2 separate regions of the Chanodichthys erythropterus genome follow, and region 1 is linked to region 2. The links are chromatin contacts, called in public Hi-C maps. All regions are on one chromosome and are shown on one strand. The core of a region is the stretch at or near the end of the contact, and the rest is flanking DNA. Distances in the headings are between cores, read along the strand shown. Region 1 holds the start of lsm6 (LSM6 homolog, U6 small nuclear RNA and mRNA degradation associated). Region 2 holds the start of mmaa (metabolism of cobalamin associated A).

Region 1 (4,289 bases), core at 81-2,580, 140 kb after region 2:
CTTTTCTTTTTTCAAACCTTTTAGTTGGAAGGGCATAATTTTTTTTGAAAAATGTTATTACTTGTTTCATGTTAAAACGGAATTTTCTCTTATATGTTCGCATAACCAAGGAAAATAAAAACCTTTTAAAAAACTGAACATTCAGAGAACATTTAGAAATAACGTATTTATAACGTAATGGGAATGTAAGCAAAACATTTGTTTACCAGGACCTCTGCTATCTCTACACAGTTGGCTTACAGTGTATACAGCCCTAAACAATATTTTCTTTTAAGCTTCTTGTTTTTACAGTATAATTGTGTGCATTATCTATCTATCTATCTATCTATCTATCTATCTATCTATCTATCTATCTATCTATCTATCTATCTATCTATCTATCTATCTATCTATCTATCTATCTATCTATCTATCTATCTATCTATCTATCTATCTATCTATCTGTCTGTCTATCTATCTAGATGTGTTAAAAACAACGCAACCTGTTATATCTTAACACACCTGTGTGTCTAGTTTAGGACAACATATTTTGTGTTACTTTTATCTCAACCATGTGTTAGTTCCTGTTCATTTTCTACACACTCTGTTATATTTACACAATTTTTGTCAATTAGGTACACAAAATGACACAAAACGTGTCTAAAAAAATAACACAAAAATGTGTTATTAATTAACATCGTTTTTGACAGTCTATCTATCTATCTATCTATCTATCTATCTATCTATCTATCTATCTATCTATCTATCTATCTATCTATCTATCTATCTATCTATCTATCTATCTATCTATCTATCTATCTGTCTGTCTATCTATCTAGATGTGTTAAAAACAACGCAACCTGTTATATCTTAACACACCTGTGTGTCTAGTTTAGGACAACATATTTTGTGTTACTTTTATCTCAACCATGTGTTAGTTCCTGTTCATTTTCTACACACTCTGTTATATTTACACAATTTTTGTCAATTAGGTACACAAAATGACACAAAACGTGTCTAAAAAAATAACACAAAAATGTGTTATTAATTAACATCGTTTTTGACAGTCTATCTATCTATCTATCTATCTATCTATCTATCTATCTATCTATCTATCTATCTATCTATCTATCTATCTATCTATCTATCTATCTATCTATCTATCTATCTATCTATCTATCTATCTATCTATCTATCTATCTATCTATCTATCTATCCATCCATCCATCTAATTTCCTAGACAACAAAAGCTAAGCTTCCCAGTCTTCACTGCCACCGTCGATTTGGCTCGTTTCCTCCCTACGTATTATTTATCAAAGGAGAAAATGCTTCCTCGGCGGCTTCCGTACGCTGGATTTTGATCGAAGCATCTGATTGGCTGCGCGGTGTAAACACCATGGAAATAGAATAAGCGCTTCAGTTCATTGGTCAAGAGTCAGTCAGTCAGTTGAAACGTGCGGCAAACGTTGTAAAACAAATAAGGTAAGTGAATGAATAGTTTATTTTCTTTAAATAAACATTTGTACTTGACCTTTGCGGGGGTATAAATGGATCTCATTACTGTAGCGCGTGACATGTATAATGTGTTGATTGTTCTCCACATTGGATTGTAATGCTAGCAGGCTAAGTTAGCCGCTCGTGCTAAATGTACACCGGTGATGTTCAGAACATGATAAACAGCCAAACCTCTGCACACTGCTGTGCTTTAAATCATTCGTTGACTGGTTCATTAAAAATGTGTTCAGTTTAGTCAGTAAGCGATAAACTAATGTTTCGAAGCTCTTCTTTTTACGGTGTTACACTCATCTTTGTTAACAGTGCAGGCAGCGTACAGTCTCTTGTATCTGTGATATTGTAATGTCAGGTACTAATTTATAATCTACATTTTTCTCTATATTTTCAGAGAAAATGAGTCTCCGGAAGCAGACACCAAGTGATTTCCTGAAGCAGATCATTGGGAGACCAGTGGTGGTGAAGCTGAACTCTGGTGTTGATTACAGAGGTACAAGTAGAAACATGTCTTTGTTTTATCAGAGTTATATTTCTTTAATCAAGGCTGTAGGTTTGGTTTCAAGTTAATGGGACCAGCGTGCAAGAAGGCAGGGGCTAACTCAGAGATAGTAAAAATACCTGGATTATGTTCATAATGTTGTAGATAATAAAATACACTTGTGTGCTGATAAATCTAGTAATATAGGGGAGAAGACGACATAATTACCTTATATCAGTGTAATTTCTTTATATATTTTCTGTTGCATCCTTTTTAAATATGACTGCTGACCTATCCTGTTCTTGATCCAAGGCTTTCATACTTTGGTAAAGTTGGTTTTATATTCGCACATTCGGACATCCGTATTCAATAGCCTTGTTAATGACACTACATTGGACATTCAGTGGACATTCACAGGTAAATATGCCATTAAAACAATACTTGCCTATTTTGATCGACTGTGAAAAATGTTGTAAGTTGACAATCGTTGGTTGTCAATATCATGTCGCTGGTTAAAATTTGCAAACATTAATTTATTGCACATTTATTGGAAAGTCTGAATTTATCAGAAGTCCGAATGTGCGAATATAAAACCAACTTTACCAAAGTGGCTTTCATTGTCTGAATTCTCCCTTTACTAGTTGTACAGTAGTTTAAACCTTTTTTACTCTAAGGCAATCTATTCTGTACCACAATATTCAAAGACCCCATGATTTTTGTTTCCAGTGATTTACTGGATATAATAAGGGTTTTTAAAAATATAAAAATTATTTTTTTTATTTCTACCTTATGGAATATATTAGATATTTTAGAGCGTGATATAACTAGAAAAAAATGTATATTTACTATAAAAATGCCCATGGAGTTATTACATTTTACTTCACATGATGTTTACAAGTTTAGAAATCACACTTTTAAAATTAGGCTACCTCATATGGGAACCCTGTTGAAGGGGTGAAATCTTATTTGTTTATTTAATGCTAAGCTTATTTTAAATAATTTAAATTCATCTTGAGCCCCCTTGGAAGCTTTCTGAGAACAACTGCTCTAGTAAGCGGTGGACCTGGTCATAAATTAAAGAAAAAAAGAAAGGAATGCTACTCTGTATAGCTGTCACAGACACTGCTTGACGTGTCCAAAATAAATCTTCCACTGTTACTGATATATATCCACTGAATAACAGATTCAGCTTTGATGTAAAAGATGGTAATGGTTTATGTAAAAATGTATGTTCATTTGACTACATTCAAGCTCATGACGTCTGGCACCTATGGAAAGAAATATTTCCCTCAAGCCACATCAACTCAGTTTAAATTTTTTCTAATCTGGAGCAGGTGTGTAAGTGCACCAAGTTCTGCCTGCGCCCCTGATCTTCTGCAAAAATTCTCCAAAAAGGCACATTTGAATGAAGTGACGTCATGTCTTGCCCACAGGAGTGCTGGCCTGCCTTGATGGCTACATGAATATCGCTGTGGAACAGACAGAGGAGTATGTCAATGGCCAGCTGAAGAACAAGTATGGAGATGCATTTCTCAGAGGAAACAATGGTACGTAATGTTTGTTTTCTAGTGTTAGTGCTGTTTCCTTATTTGTTTTCATAGTGTTTTCTGTTATTGAGAGCTACCTAAGCAGACCCAGTGTGTTCGTAACAGTAATGCAGTTTCCAAAGCTGTCTGTCTGTGTGCACGTTCTCAAAACTTTCACTTTTCTTTAGATGTTTTTTCATATAAATACCAAAGTTCATTTTGTTTTCTTTGTCCTCTAGTGTTATACATCAGCACCCAGAAGAGGAAGATGTGAAGCCATTTAACTTGTTTCTTTATTCATTGTTAAGTGAATTGTTTACTGTTGATATTCATAATCCTTTGTTAGCTGACAATAATGTCTAAGTTTATTTCATGTTTTGTAACACAAAATGTGGTGTCCTGCAGTGTGGTGCAGTAAATTGTTTGTTTTTCAACAACAGATTTTGTGTTTTCCTGATTTATCTGTTCTATGAATATTTAAATAGTGATAATTCAGTCATAAGGAATTGCTAATTAGCACTTTCAAGACTTGGAGGTTGTTCAAGGCACCTTTATCTACATATTTCATATTCACTGCTGCTTTAATATACCTTCTGTTTCGCATTTGGTCTACTACAGCCCTCTATTTCATGGTAATGTTCTTTGTTTTCAAATGAATCAATAGTTTTTGAACCCTGATCTGCTTGGGCTGGTGTTGTCTGCCCCTTTCTAACCTTTCTGTGTACATTAGGATGCCCTAATAAATTTACAAACAATCCTGGCACTATGATACTTCATTAGGCGAAGGTAAAAAA
Region 2 (4,495 bases), core at 1,546-4,045:
AGCATTATGGCCATCTTTTATATAGCCACATGACTCCGATGTTATTTTTTCTTGTTTTGTATCATGTAGAACTACTGTTGGCCTTTTTTGTGAAGATCTCACCTCTAGGCAGACACCACAGCCAGTCCTTGATCTTATCCAGATCGGTATGGTCTGGAAAATAGCCTCACAAGATAGCCCGTGTGGTCCGGAAAATAGCCAGCAGCAGTACTTTGTAAGTTTGAATTGCTAGAGCATGTTTTCTATGTATACATTAGTATGTGAAACATGACACTAGTGTTAAAGTCCCAAACTACAGATATATATATATATATATATATATATATATATATATATATATATATATACTACTAAAGGTTTTGTACTGTGTTTCATACAGCAGGTGCCCACAGCCAAAATCAATTAGTGTCATGTCCAGGGTGTCTGTGTTCACTTACAAGTTCTCCAGTTTGATGTCTCTATGGAGAACTCAGCATTTGTCAGCAGCCAAAATGTCCTGCAGCATCACATGCCGTGCAAACTCTTCATCGAGAAATGCCTCCACAGCTCTCCGAAAAGAGATTGTTGCAGGGGGCGCTGCAAGACCATAATATATAATATATATTTCCTCAAATTTTTGTCAGGCAGCCTGTCTATTAAAAAAATTGTTAGCAGTCTTTGATTAACATTAATATAAAATTGAAAACAGAGAATGAGAGGAGACATAGAGAGCAGTCTAATTACAATTTTAATGTATTCCATGTTTTTACACAAAAAATGTAATTAATATCATATCATTCAAGTTATTAATCCTCAGCAGACAAGTAAGTTTTTGTGGATATACATAGTTGGTACCCCTTTGCATCTAAAACAGCTTTCCAGAAGATTTTGTAGTGTTTCTGTGGGAATGTTTGCCCTTTCCTCCATTAGAGCATTTGTTAGCAGAGTGCTGGTGACTTTTACGCTTTATTATTCAAGTAGTTTCAATGACCTTGTTTTAATAGGCTAACTATATGGAATATTTGTACTAAATAAAAAACTCAAATAAATGTTACCATTACATCACCTAAAACATAAAATGTCCTTTATACTGTACATAAACATTTTACCCTAAAAAAAGTTTGATTGTGGGACTCTTATTTTGATTCTTCCTGTTGTACCTGTGTTCAAGCTCCTTCTGTTTAGTTCCTGTTTCCTTGGTTTCTAGTATGCCTTTGTTTTTGTAGTTACTGATTGAGTTCATTACTTATATTGTTTGTAAACAAACTTAAGACACTGTACAAATTATTTGAAAAGAGAAACTTACATTTGTTTTCATCAAAACATAAATGCTTTTAGAGAATGAAGCTTATATTTCCCTGAATTCCTGAACGAATGTTAAATAATCTTGCATAGGCTACAACAACGCTACTTTGTTTTTCAAAATAACATACAAAACCACTGCTTAAGAAAACTTAATAAATGAATTAATAAATTAAAGCATTTTTGTCTTAAAACTATTTAATTAGTGAGATGCAGTCAGTTTGGGTCCATGATAATACTATTTGTAGTCTATTATAATCTAATTGTAGTAGTTATGCTTATCTCTAATAATATTTTGTCTTGTACTTTACTGGGTTTCTCAGTTTTTTAATGCATATTATGTTTCTAACAGTCCTCAAAATACATACATTACATAGTCAAGTTACAATTTTCAATATATATTTTCCTCATCCTCGCTCTCTTTTTGGTTTATTGAAAAGGCTCACTGGACATTAGATGATTACTGGTTGCGTTTTTCTCTCATGGCCACATGAGGGCGGCAGACATCTTATGGTATCTGGACAGGGAAGCATAACCTGATTTTGCTGAGTTCAACATGTTCCTGGGTCAACATCTTTGTTGATCCTGGAGCAACATTCAAATCAACCAATCAGATTTGAGGGACAAGTTTACAGATTATGTCAAGTTTAGGCTTAAAATCATGAATTGGTGCTTCTACATCAGTGTTATTCATCTATCATTTCCCTCTGATTTTTGTGATAATTTATGGGTGGGGTTAAGTTTAGGGGTAGGAATAGAGTTAAGACTACATTTCTAGACTGGAATGTTGTTTCAGGATCAACAAAATATGTTCACCCAGGAACACATCTAATAACTCAGCAATATCAGGACGTGCAACAGGGTACAGTACAGGATCACAGTTCGATTGCCTGACTTACTGTAAAAACTAGAACAAGATAATATTGTCCTATGTGTTGGTATATGACAAATGACCATACATTATTATTTATTTTAATATTATTTTATATTATGCTCATTCTTAAAAATAAATGACATTAAATCATAGGATTTTATGGTTATGTAGGATTTGTTTTATAGTAAAATGAATGAGTTGGCTATGAAAACAAGGGAAACTCTTCCCACGAGTATGACATACTAAATAAATATAGCATATAAAACATCAGTGTAGCCCTACCTGCCATTCCATCACTGCAGAGATGAAAGTAATACTGCTTATTTAGATATAAGACTTTTCTCACTCTTTACACAAGAAAAATCCAACTGCTATACCAGAGTTTCAAGTTTCACAAATAAACTGAGCTCGTTGTTGAATATACGTTACCACACAGCAAATACAAAATATAAACCATTTTGTTTAATCACAGCTGACTACAACTTGGCTGCTGTCACAGCTTATTCAAAGACAACATAATCATCACCTATTATGTTTATTTAAAGAACATTTGAATAGTATTAAGTTCAATTTATACCTACGCGAATAGGGACTTTTATTTTGAAGAGGGAAACTTTTATTTTAAAGAACATTGACGTCCCTCACTTGCACGACCTCAGCAGTGTTGGTGATAGTGTCAACATGATTTTGGGAATCCATGAAATGCATGACTAAAGATTAACCTTATTAAGCAATCTGTCCAAATGACGATAAACGGACGGTTTCAGGAAACTCGATGAGGTTTGATCTATGCTGTTTTCTATTCCAGATTGCCAGTCAGTTGTCTTGTCTGATTTCTATGGTTGGTCTGAAATGAATTATGAACTGATGTGAACTAACGTAATTGGTTAGTAACAGAGATCAGCTGAATATACTATGATGGCATTTCTACATTGTCATAAGCTTTCAGAATTTTGTTTAATCTCTGTAATTATGTAGTGGCTAATACCAAATGACCACAATGTTATTATAGCAGGCTTACTGTAGTAACTATTAAAATGTTAGTCAGTTAAATTGACCAAAACTTGAAGTGACCAATCATTTCTCTTTAACTTATGCTGTATACATTTATCAGTAACTACAAACATTTGGTCCCAAACTAGCCTAATGAGTGACAGCGAGTTTGCGAGTCTGTTGTTTGCCATAATTGCATATTTTATATTTTATTGTTTGTTTATTGATAAAGAATAATAATAAAATAGTCATACAAATAAGTGTTTTAAACTATTTTCCATATTGGTTATGGTTACAATGTTACCTTGTAGAAAAGAAGCTCATATGATATAATTACTTAATTCCTTAGAGGTTAAACACCTCCTTTCAATAACCAATTATTTTATATATATATAAAAAAGACTTTCAAGCTCTATTTTGTACATTCTTTATGGAAATTATATTTTGCGTAGACTATGGTTAGTACCATGGTAAATTTAAATGAGGCTGTAATGTTCACCAATTGTGAGGTTTATGCTTGAAAGATATTCACATAAATATTCTTTGCTGTTTTGACAGAATAAGTTCTACTCAACAGAAAAAGGAAGATGGGTCTGACTACAGTTTCTCCTATTTTTCATCATGTTGCTGCTCTTTTTCCTATATACAGTACAATGGCTTTAAGACATTCCCTTTGTAAGCGTACTGTAAGCTATGCTTCCCTCTGCACCCTCCAACAGACGAGATCTGTTTCAGCAGAGACTGCCATAAGCCAACACATTTCAGACTTGACTGACAGGGAGAAAAGACTACTGACCAAGCTTTATGATGGACTTATCGGGGGTCAAAGGGCAGCTCTTGCTGAATCTATAACCCTTGTAGAAACCCAGCATCCGAGGAAGAAAGAGTTATCCCAGGTTCTGCTTCAAAGAGTGCTGGCATTCCGTCCGGAGCAGGAGAGACGCAATGGTGGAAAGCCAGTGGCCTTCAGAGTTGGTCAGTAAGGTGATGTGAACTATGGGAGTGAAACTGAACCGTGTTGCTGTTTGCATGAATGCCCTCAATCCTCAATCACCTGTCTGTACGTGTGACTTCAGGACTGTCTGGTCCCCCTGGTGCTGGAAAGTCTTCATTCATTGAGGTCATTGGGAAGATGCTGACAGGAAGAGGACATAAAGTGTCCGTTCTGGCTGTGGATCCTTCCTCATGCACAACTGGAGGTGAACAGACACTCAAATGTCCGAAACACACTTACCTGAAGATGATAGAGCCAATTTTATCTTGCTGATACATTCCATATATTAGCTTGTTTAATCTGCAAAAAATAAATTTAAATAAATAATTTTTATTTAAAAAAAAAAAAAAGTC

The links. Hi-C and Micro-C count contacts between places; a contact is called where the count stands out from the background.
Region 1: a Hi-C map of an unstated tissue shows a contact between it and region 2, with 5 times the contacts expected there. The contact joins the promoter of lsm6 here to the promoter of mmaa in region 2. A contact is called at or near these places in 2 of 2 Hi-C or Micro-C datasets (muscle and an unstated tissue).

Annotation. Positions count from the first base shown.
Region 1 is chr12:30,688,253-30,692,541 of ASM2448905v1, forward strand. lsm6 (LSM6 homolog, U6 small nuclear RNA and mRNA degradation associated) reads left to right here and starts at 1,331. Exons shown (of 4, transcript XM_067403537.1): 1 at 1,331-1,461; 2 at 1,883-1,981; 3 at 3,403-3,516; 4 at 3,735-4,289. The coding sequence starts at 1,888. The coding sequence ends at 3,769.
Region 2 is chr12:30,549,566-30,554,060 of ASM2448905v1, forward strand. mmaa (metabolism of cobalamin associated A) reads left to right here and starts at 2,796. Exons shown (of 7, transcript XM_067403373.1): 1 at 2,796-2,935; 2 at 3,707-4,123; 3 at 4,225-4,347. The coding sequence starts at 3,736.